Linked DNA regions of Mus musculus: all the other regions are linked to region 1. The links are chromatin contacts, called in public HiChIP or PLAC-seq maps. All regions are on one chromosome and are shown on one strand. The core of a region is the stretch at or near the end of the contact, and the rest is flanking DNA. Distances in the headings are between cores, read along the strand shown. Region 1 holds the start of Tsg101 (tumor susceptibility gene 101). Region 2 has its middle 25 kb from the start of Ptpn5. Region 3 overlaps Ptpn5 (protein tyrosine phosphatase, non-receptor type 5).

Region 1 (3,289 bases), core at 297-2,796:
GCTGTCTATACTAGGCTTTATACTTTAGATGATTGTATTTATAAAATGTATTAAGAGGGCTGGTGAGATGGCTCAGCGGGGAAAAGCTCCGACTGCTCTTCCGAAGGTCCTGAGTTCAAATCCCAGCAACCACATGGTGGCTCACAACCATCTGTAATGAGATCTGACGCCCTCTTCTGGAGTGTCTGAAGACAGCTACAGTGTACTTAGACATAATAATAAATAAATCTTTTTTAAAAAATAAAAAGTAATAAGAATTGATGGTTAATATGTCGCTTTTTATTTTAAAGATTATTTTACCAGCATGAGTGTTTTGCCTGCACTGGATGTGTGTGTACCATCTGCATTCCTGGTGCCCATGGAGGCTATCAGGAGTCCCTGTAACTGAGAACCTAACCCTAACCCTCTGCAAGGGCAACAAGTACTCTTTACTGCTGAGCTATCCCTTCAGCCCCTCTAACAAGCATTTATTGGAAATAGAAACTCAATTGAGATTGAGTATCACCTCTTGTATTCTACAAGGCAATTAAGATCTGAAAATTGGGCTGGTGATGAGGCCAGCCTGTCTCCATTTTTAGGCTTGAAAGCCATCAGCATCGTTCCTGTTTATGATTAAATCTGTTTCTCAAGGGTTTGGGCTATGCCCCACCTGTAACCTTATCTTCAAATGTTTCTATACGGCACCCAATGCCTTTGTTTCAAAAGGTTATTATGACCACCTGTCCTTATAACCACCTGTCATGGTCACTTTGTCATGAGTACCTTGTTAAGACCCCCTTGCAACCACGTCTTTGTTTCACAAGATGTGTTATGGCCATTTTGTTCTGTTCCTGTAACCCGCCTATGTACCTGCCAAATCACCCATTTGGAAACTCCCTACCCCTGAGCTATAAGACCAATTTTCTAGCCTATGTCCAAAGCTGACTTCCTGTACACAAATTAAAAGGTTTTAATTAATTGCTTGCTTTAATTAATTTGGCTATGATGATTTGGGTCCATGATCTTGCTCCTTGCCTTTTTGGGATTAACACTGGAGAGGCTTCAAACTCAGAAGTTTGAAGGGGTAAATTCTTTATAATCTGAAAAGAAGCCTGCCCTCAAGCAAGGCAGACTGCGGCCTGTCTAATCTTTATGTGGGCACACTGGAATTGTTAGGGGAAAGTATCCAGAGGAGAAAATTACCGCATAGCTTCCTAACGGGGGAAAAAAAATCTCCTTTGCCCTTGCGAACTTGACATGAAGGGCTTTCGAGCGTTTAAACTGCAGTAACAAAAACGGATGTGATAATCAGAGGTGCCTCGGGCGCAGTCACCTAAAAGTGTCTAGAGTGTCCACGAGCTAGTTCTGTGAGCGACGCGAGCCCAGGACCTTCCGAGCCGCAGCGGGTGGCAAGGCTCGCGAGAGGGCCGGGACTTCGGGACCGCGAAAGGCTTGCAAACAACCGCACCACGGGCACCCGTGGACCGGACCTGATCTCTCGCCCGACTTCGCACCGCAGACCAGCGGCCCCGGAAGTGACGCGCGGGAAGCGGAAGCACAACGTGCCGGCTTCCTGCTTCGCAGGGGCGGGGCGGCGGCGGCGGCGATTGTCTGGCGGCCTGGGGCGGCCCCGTGGCGCCTACCCTCTGCCTGTGGGGACGGAGGAGCGCGCCATGGCGGTGTCCGAGAGTCAGCTGAAGAAGATGATGTCCAAGGTGAGCCCGCGCCCTACGGGGCGGCCCCGCGGGCTGGGCTAGGCCGCCTTCCCTCTGCGGAGCGGCCCTTCCCGCCTTCGCCTCCATAAACAAAAGCGGGGTCGTGCCTGGCGCGGCCGCTGCTGTCTGCCCGGCGCTGCTGACGGTCCCCGCCGGCCGGAGCCCGGCCCTGCTCAGAACCAGTCCCCGCGCGCCTCTCCCCGGCCCAACCCGGCACATCCCACCGGAGCTCGGGAACTCTTGGTGCAATTGGTTCGCTGAAGTAGAGCAGCCAGAAAATCGAGCTTGGCAGCCCTTCCCCGCTCCAGAGAACTCTGCAGTTGCATTCCATTGTTTGCATTAACTGTGATTAACGCAGTTGTTTGCTTGTTTACTTTGAGTTGAACTTAAAAATTCTTACTGCTTGACTGGTTGTGGGTTTTTTTTTTTTCCTCTCACTTTTTAAAAGGCCTTTTGGATATTTTGCACATTAGCTACTTAGTACTTAATACTGCGCATCGGACTCCAGAATGCCTTGCTTTTTGTAATTTACCAAATTTAATTGGAATGAAATTTATGTAACGTAGTTGAGCCCTAACTCCTTTAGTCATTGAAGTTGACTTTGATGCTCTTATCAGAGCAATAATAGAGATCGTGGGGTTAAGAAGTTTCTAGTTTACAAGGAAACACGAATACGCTGGGCGTGGTGGCACAGGCCTTTAATTCCAGCGCTCTGTAGGCAGTTGACGACAGATCAGGACAGATTGTGAGTTCCAGACCAGCCAGGGATACACAGTGAGACCGCATTTCAAAACATAAAATTTTTCTTTTCTTTTTTTCTTCTTTTTTTATTCTTTGTAAAACTAGATCTTTTTTAGTAAAGTCATTTCCCTGAGTCCTTGAAGACCAAACCTCTTGTCTCTTGGTTGTCTAACCATTTAATCTTTTAGGCTTCCTTTTTTTTTTTTTTTTTTTCCCTGTAGTTATCTGTAATGACACAGGGGTCTGGGGGAATGTACGAGGTCCCGGTAAAGGTCGATATAGTACTGTTTTACCTTCAAATCATTTGTTTTTCAAAGCCTCAATTAAGCTTTTAGAAGATGTAGCCCATTAACTTCATCTGATTGGGGATCTCTGTCCTTATCAAGACATTCTGGCTCACCCAGAGAGAGAGACAGACAGTTTTGGTGTTTTAACCTCGCTTCAGATCATTTTTCTCCTTTGAACATCATCTTATCTCCCATCCTAAGCAGACTTTTTTAGCACCATTTTTGGTTGTGATTTTTACCAATTAAGTATATTTCTACAGTTAGTCTATCGTTCTTTATGCAAATAACTCTCTACTTTGTTCATACCAGTAACCTGTTTTTTACATACAATGTTTTACAATAGAAGATGAGTCACTACTAACTGGGGAGGAGAAAGTGGTCATAATAAAAGTTGTTATTGAGTTTGAACTGGTGCCATACATGTTTATGGGTTGGGAGGCAAAGGGAGGTATATCTCTTGAGTTTGAGGCCAGCTTGGTCTTCATAGTGAGACCCTGTCTCCAAAACACAAGCTGCTATTGTTCCATAAATTGTAGGGATCTGACAGTGGGATCAACCAGACTAAAA
Region 2 (3,289 bases), core at 309-2,808, 240 kb before region 1:
CCCAGGAGCTGTGGACTCATGACTTACCCATTCGTGTCCCGTGACTTAGGTGTGCTCCCAAGAAGTGAGGTCCAGCAGTTCTTAATATTCCTTGGAATCAAGAAACAAGAGAACACCAGTCTTGCATCCAACCAGTTCAACACTGTCAGCTCTATACTCAGATCAAGAAAAACCATTGTTCAGGAAAACACAGTCACTCTCCAGAATGAAATAGATTCATTGACAGCAATGTTCCTCCAAAATCCCAGAGGACTGGACAATTAGTACTGGCAAGGATGACGCAGCCACGGTTTTAAATGGGAAATGCTGTCTTTATTCTAACCAGCCAACAATAGTGTGGGGGAGATGCCAAGAAGTTATTAAAGGAGTAAGGCTAAAGGTACACGAGAGTCAGTGGAATGCAATGGAGGTGATTCAGCAGGGGCATCCACCCATTTCTTCAACACGGATTCACAAGGTGTGAAGAAGGGGAGGACGGGGGAATGAAGTAGACTGCAGTAGAAAGGACCAATTATTAAACACTGATTTATTAGTGATTTACTTAATGCACTACTCGTATGGCCTATCTGCTAAGCATGACTTTATTTGCTATTTATAGTGGGTTGGACTAATGTTGCTTGTATTCTAATGCTAATTTGCACCCCCCCAAAACTGTTTGCCCCAAAGAGAGTCCTCACATAAGACATGAAAGAACCCTACCCCAGTTGATTCTGATTGGTAAATAAAGATGCTGCCAGCCAGTAGCTGGGAAGAAGAGACACAGGCGGGGTAAAGGAGAGAAGGAGAGAAGCTGCTATGGAATAGAAGAAGAATGTGCAGGAGAGGAAAAAGGAGAGCCACCACGGGTTAGCTGAGCCATAATAATGTGGACATGTGGGCTGGCCAGTTGGAGCTAAGAGCAGTCCAGATGGAACAGTAAGTAATAACCTGGTTTATTGATAGAAAGGGTGATTCTAACAGCATGGAGGATAGGCAGCTGCCCAGCTATTGTGCTGCCTAAGGCATATTTAAAAATATAAAGGCTGTGTGTTTTTTTCATCCAAGAACATAAATGATCCAAGGTGGGTAGAAACCCCATGACAGGGTTTGTTTTTTGTTGTTGGTTTTGGTTTGTTTGTTGTTTTTTTTTTTTTTAATATTTATTACTACAGGATCAGAATGACCTGGAAAAACAGCTAAAACAATGGGTCGGTGCCCTTCACAACCTGCTGGCAGCCACACCCCTCAGTGTGGTTTTAGAGTATAACATGAGAATACAAACTGGGCCTGGCATTGAAGTCCAGGAGCTTTCAGGAGCTGTCCTGACTTCGGCCCACTGTGACAGTTCCTGTCTTCGACTCTCACTGGTGTCGGAGTACTTATTCCAGAAAGGTTCCCGCGCCAGCCCAGCCCAGTCTGCGGATCACGATCCTCTGTAGTTCCCAGTGGACTCCATTGCCTGCAGTGCTGGTCTCCCTCATCTGTGGCTTGCTTTAGAATTGGCTGGTCACGGATTGTATGGATTGTATGAGCTTCAGTGTCCTCCTAGCCGCTCCATCCGGTTACACTCTGTGCAGTTAACAGCTGCACCAACCCTAGCATTTACTTCCTCATTGCTTCGGTTAGCAGCAGCCACAGTGACAGACCCTCCAGGTGGCTCCCCAAAATGCCCAACAGAATGTGAATGAATGCCCCCCCCCCCTGTGAATGAACGAGGGGGGAACTCTTCATCCAGGAACCAAGGAAAAGGTCAAGAAGCAGACTGGACCAGTGAAGAGCCTCTACCTCCCCCCACTAGATATGTCTTTAACAGTTAACACTGTGATATTTGTTTTTCGGTCTGGCTTATTTTGCTTAATATAATGATTTCCAGCTCCATCTAGTTTCCTGCAAATGTCGTGATTTCGTTCTTCTTTACAAATAATAAATGAAATATGTATGGAAGCAGAAGCGGGTGCTGATTGAAAAGGAAGAAGGAACCCAGAACAGTGGGAGGAAGTACAGTCACAACCTTACAGGGAAAGCTACAGCTTTAAGTCATTCAGAGCATAACATAAATAAATACATACATGCATACATACATACATGCATACATGCATACATACATACATACATGCATAGATAGATAGATAGATAGATAGATAGATAGATAGATAGATAGGTAGGTAGATAGACAGACAGACAGACAGACAGACAGACAGACAGATAACAGTAAAATAAGCCAGGTACAGCGTTATACCAACAATCCTAGCACTTGGAAGGCAAAGGCTGGAGCACGTAAGTTCAAGCCCAGCCTGAGCTACATAGTGAATATTACTGCACCAAGTAAAAGGTGTCGAATTCACAGTAAGAAACCTTTCTACAGAGAAAGGCCATGGCCCAGGATGACTTCACTGAGGAATTGCATCAGCATTTAAGGAGCAGAGAAGGCTACTGACTCGAATATATTTCAGGTAATGTAAGAAATGGGAACACTTTCAAATCCATTGTGTGTAATCAGTACTGCCACGATGCCAAAATCAGGAAAAATACAATGAATCCAAACCTCAAAGTCACTAGGAAGGGAGGGAGGAAGAGAGGGAGGGGGAAGGAAGAGAGGGAGGGGGGAAGAAAGAGAGGGAGGAGGGAGGGAGGGAGGGAGAAAAGGGGAAGGGAAGAAGGGAGGGAGGGAGGGGAGGGGAATGGAGGGGAGGGGAGGGAGGGCGGGAAGGAAGGGAGGGAGGAAGAGAGAGAAGGGGAAGGGAGTGAGAGAGGGAGGGAGGGAGGGAGGGAGGGGGGAGGGGAGGGAAGGGAGGGAGGGAGGGGAGGGGAAGGGAGGAAGGGAGGGAAGGAAGAAGGAAGAGAGGGAGGGGGAAGGAAGAGAAGGAGGGAGGAGGGAGAGAGAGAAGGGGGAGGGAGGGAGGGAGGGAGGGAGGGAGGGAGGGAGGGAGGGAGGGGAGGGAGGGGAGGGGAAGGGAGGAAGGGAGGGGAGGGGAAGGGAGGAAGGGAGGGAAGGAAGAAGGAAGAGAGGGAGGGGGAAGGAAGAGAAGGAGGGAGGAGGGAGAGAGAGAAGGGGGGAGGGAGGGAGGGAGGAAGGGAGGGAGGGAGGAGGGAGGGAGGGAGGGAGGTGGGAGAAGGGAGGGAGGGAGGGAGGGAGGGAGGGAGGGAGGGAGGGAGGGAGGTGGGAGAAGGGAGGGAGGGAGGATTCAAATGTTTCTTAAGGCCAGATTGGGCTGATTGTTTACTGTTAATAAGGAAATAGCTCATCTTATCCAGGCTTTCTGACATGTTTACACTTAGGTAAGTCTTTATATTTTTCTAAGATCTTTCA
Region 3 (3,289 bases), core at 408-2,907, 190 kb before region 1:
TAACTATGTAATTATACCCACAGGCATGAAGGGGCTGTTAAAAGTAATGGTGATGATATCCAGGCTGCAAGAAGCCTGGGATGTGACCACCTTACTTGCAGATGAGGAACATGCCCAGGACAGGGAAGCGATGGCCCAAAGTCCTAAGCTCGTGGGGATAATAGTAGCACTGGATCATAGTAGCACCATTCACAAAAGCCCAAAGGCAGAGGCAATCTACGTGTCCATCAGCTAATGAGTGGATAATGAAATGTTGTCTGTCCATACAGTGGGAGATTATTCACCCATAGAAAAGAATAAAGAACAGGCTAGTAACGGTAACCAGCTTGGATGCACCCTGAAGACATTATGCTAAGTGAAAGGAACAAGACATGGAAGTCTTCATGTGTAGCTCTACTTCCGTGAAATATCCAGAATCGGCCATGGAAACATGAATAAAATTAGAGGTTGCCAAGGGATTAGGGGATGGAGAATGAAGTATGGTTCCTTAATAGGTATATGGGGTTTCCTTTGGGGGAGGTGAAAACATGTTGTCACTAGGTAATGCTGGTATTAGATGGTATAGGTTTATTCAGTGTACAATGATGGGTTTCATCCAGGTGTGGTAGTACACACCTACAGTCCCACCATTCAAGGGCAGAGGTAGGAAGATCAGGAGTCAAGACTAATCTGAGCTGCATAACAACACTGTCTCAATAAAGCAGTAAAGAAATAAACATTAGGTTTTGTGCTATGAAGACTTCATGGCCAAATGCCACCTGCTGAATCTTGAGTCCCTTCCTTACATCTATGCCGCTAACTCCGCCCACTCCTGCTGCAGACTTCCTGAACCCAGGCTGGCTCTGGGAGCCTTGTGCTACCTCTCAGTACACGGCCACATGCAAAAAGGACTCCCCATCCAAGAGGTAGAGCTCATGATTTCTGAGAGAAGTCTCACCTGCTTTCTCATTCTTCTGACCAGACTACTTCCAGTCGGTGCCCCAAAATGAAACATTTGTACTGCCCAAGTTCTCACTCTGGCAGCCTGTCATCTATAGAAATATCCTTTAAGAAGTAGTTCCAGCCTTCCCTTTGGAGGACACTTCCTCCTCCCACAGACTTGAGGGGAACTCTCCCCTTGAGTGGAACTTATGTCCAGACATCAGTTAAAGAGATGGATGCCATGACACAATCATGTTAGCATCTCCAGCTCTTTGGTCAGATGGGAAGGACCCTGGCTCACCCAGCACTGCATTGGACTGCCAAAGCTCTTGCTCACAGGGGTTGCTTGGCAAATGCATGTCGAAGGTACCCCATCATTTCTGAGGCTCTCTGATTCTAAGCACAGCAATGGGAAGCTATTGAGTGAGTTGACACAGGCGAGTTTTAGCAAGTGTTGCCCAGCTGACAGAGGAAGTGGAAAGGGTTGCCCACAGCAATCCATTCCATGCTGCTATATCTGCTCCTGGTGGGCAAAGAGAAAGGCAGTACCCAGAGTCAGGGCTTCTCTGTGCTGTGTGAATGGAGCATCTTAGTTTTGGAAATCTGATCAAACTCCTGCCAGAGTCGAGATACACAGCTCTGAAGGGGCAGGGGCTGGAGTCCAGCACAGGGCAGAACCAAATCTTGCTCCATTTTCCTCCACAGTGTTGGGTGCTACTCTTTCTGCTTTTCTGACTATGAAATTAGTCATTTTCTAGGAAGCTTATTTATAGAGTCCACTGCATGCATGCAGCGCTGAGCTATTCTGAATGTGGCTGGGGTGTGAAAGCAGGTGTGAGTCACTTGTGGGTCCCCATCCAGATACCTTGCTTATCTTTCTGCCTAACATCGTCGTCCACTGACTCGGGTTACCTTCTATCTAGGGGTGCTCTTATAGTAAAGCAAGTTCAGGGTTGAGAGGCTGTTCGCAAACCCAACTCCCACGGCCCCCACTTTTGCATTCAAATGTGCACACACACACACACACACACACACACATATATATATATATATATATATATATATATATATATATAGCATCATCATCATCACTAACAAAGGAATTAGAATGGCACAGCAGTAAGAGCTTTAGCTTGGAGTTCTCCAGTGTAACTTCAAGCCCAGCTTCACTCTGATGAGACCTTGGGCAAGTCACATAAACTACTAAGCTTTGTTTGATGAACATTATTTCCTGGAGTCATGGTAAGGACTGTGTTTCAGAGTCTCTGGAAGGTAAACCAGTCTTGTGGAGGGGGAAGAGGAGGAAGAGGAGGAGAAGGAGGAGGAGGAAGATGAGGAGGAGGAGGAGGTGGTGGTGGTGGCTGTGGTGATGATGAGATTACACAGGAGACACCTGCAAAATCCAGCCCCTCTTCTACAGCTTGACGCCATAGGGGCTGTTCTTTCCCATGGGTCCTCCTGATGAAGTGGAGCGAATCAAAGGGATACTGAAGGGGCAGCTCTTCGTCTTTGCTAACGGCTGGGGCTCAATCCTGGACCACCAACTTCTCCTAACAATTTCTCTCCCACTACAGGAGTGAGAGAGAGAGCCAGGCTGCTGATGACTCCGAGGGAGGAACCCTGGACATGTGCTGTAGTGAGAGGCTGTTGGGTAAGTGTCCTCCACACTCCTATGACTCAAGAACTCAAAGTTGGGGAAGAAGGTACCACTTGACACAGAACCAGAGACCTGGCTGACTGTGAACTTGCTGTTCCAAGGTATCTGTATAGATGGGGATTTGTTGCTCAAACCCTGAGTGTCTTTCTGACCTAGTATCCTTTGGGGCAGCTCTGCCTCCTCTGGGAAGAAGAGCAGACAGCTGAAGATGTGCTTAGGGGTAAAAAGGAAGAGAGTAGGCCAGGGAGCCCAGCACAGAGAGCCGCTGATCAGTGATGTGTCAGTGAAGGCCTCGGGAGCAGTGGAGAAGATTTTAAACCAGATGCTATGGTCTGAGCTGAGGGTGGCCAAGCAGCATGCAGAGCTGCCTGTCAGTCCTGCAGAGAAGCCTGGTTAGAAATCAGAACCTGCCTTTGGAGTGCAAGTGACCACACATGCAGGAGTCTGCCCACCTGTTCAAACCCCTGTCGTAGCTGTCACCATGGAGACAGCCAGGGCACTGTGCCCATGGGGTGGCAGCATGGCACACCAGTAGGAGACCACATCCCTGGTCAAGGTAAACTGCATTCAAAGGAAAGGAGTAGAGAAGACAGAAGGTGGTTTTATTCCCTTTTTATATGTTTTAATTATTTTCCTCATAACAAGCGTCCGTTGCGGCAATGTTACAAAATAAAGGCAGGCGAAACCGATGAAAACTTGCCATACCTTTGT

What was found. HiChIP or PLAC-seq counts read pairs in DNA pulled down with a chosen protein or histone mark.
Region 2: a contact with region 1 is called in an H3K4me3 HiChIP or PLAC-seq map of bone marrow-derived macrophages, with 2.8 times the contacts expected there. The contact joins the enhancer-like site here to the promoter of Tsg101 in region 1. A contact is called at or near these places in 16 of 39 promoter capture datasets (the 3T3-L1 cell line, the C10 cell line, the HPC-7 cell line and 11 more), 6 of 115 datasets of contacts at active chromatin or transcription factors (bone marrow-derived macrophages, embryonic stem cells, large pre-B cells and 1 more) and 3 of 9 other capture datasets (adipose tissue, liver and macrophages).
Region 3: a contact with region 1 is called in a FOXA1 HiChIP or PLAC-seq map of pancreatic cancer cells. The contact joins the enhancer-like site here to the promoter of Tsg101 in region 1. A contact is called at or near these places in 2 of 39 promoter capture datasets (cranial neural crest and pre-B cells), 2 of 115 datasets of contacts at active chromatin or transcription factors (CD8 T cells and pancreatic cancer cells) and 3 of 9 other capture datasets (adipose tissue, liver and pancreatic islet).

What each region holds. Positions count from the first base shown.
Region 1 is chr7:46,918,226-46,921,514 of GRCm38.p6, reverse strand. It overlaps Tsg101 (tumor susceptibility gene 101), which reads left to right and starts at 1,546. Exons shown (of 10, transcript NM_021884.4): 1 at 1,546-1,694. The coding sequence starts at 1,653.
Region 2 is chr7:47,156,215-47,159,503 of GRCm38.p6, reverse strand. No RefSeq gene overlaps it. Among named protein-coding and RNA genes, the nearest start is that of Ptpn5, 25 kb to the right of the region's middle. Within about 2 kb of position 1,558, at least 32 of the 459 cell types and tissues checked have an H3K27ac peak or open chromatin away from gene starts, as enhancers often do. A contact at or near this core is called in bone marrow-derived macrophages and pre-B cells, where this site is marked.
Region 3 is chr7:47,112,004-47,115,292 of GRCm38.p6, reverse strand. Ptpn5 (protein tyrosine phosphatase, non-receptor type 5) reads left to right here. Exons shown (of 14, transcript NM_001163565.1): 2 at 2,496-2,572. The coding sequence starts at 2,548. Gm14377 (a long non-coding RNA gene) reads right to left here. Exons shown (of 4, transcript XR_003946769.1): 4 at 2,225-3,289. Among named protein-coding and RNA genes, the nearest start is that of Gm14377, 18 kb to the right of the region's middle. Within about 2 kb of position 1,657, at least 38 of the 459 cell types and tissues checked have an H3K27ac peak or open chromatin away from gene starts, as enhancers often do. A contact at or near this core is called in CD8 T cells and pancreatic cancer cells, where this site is marked.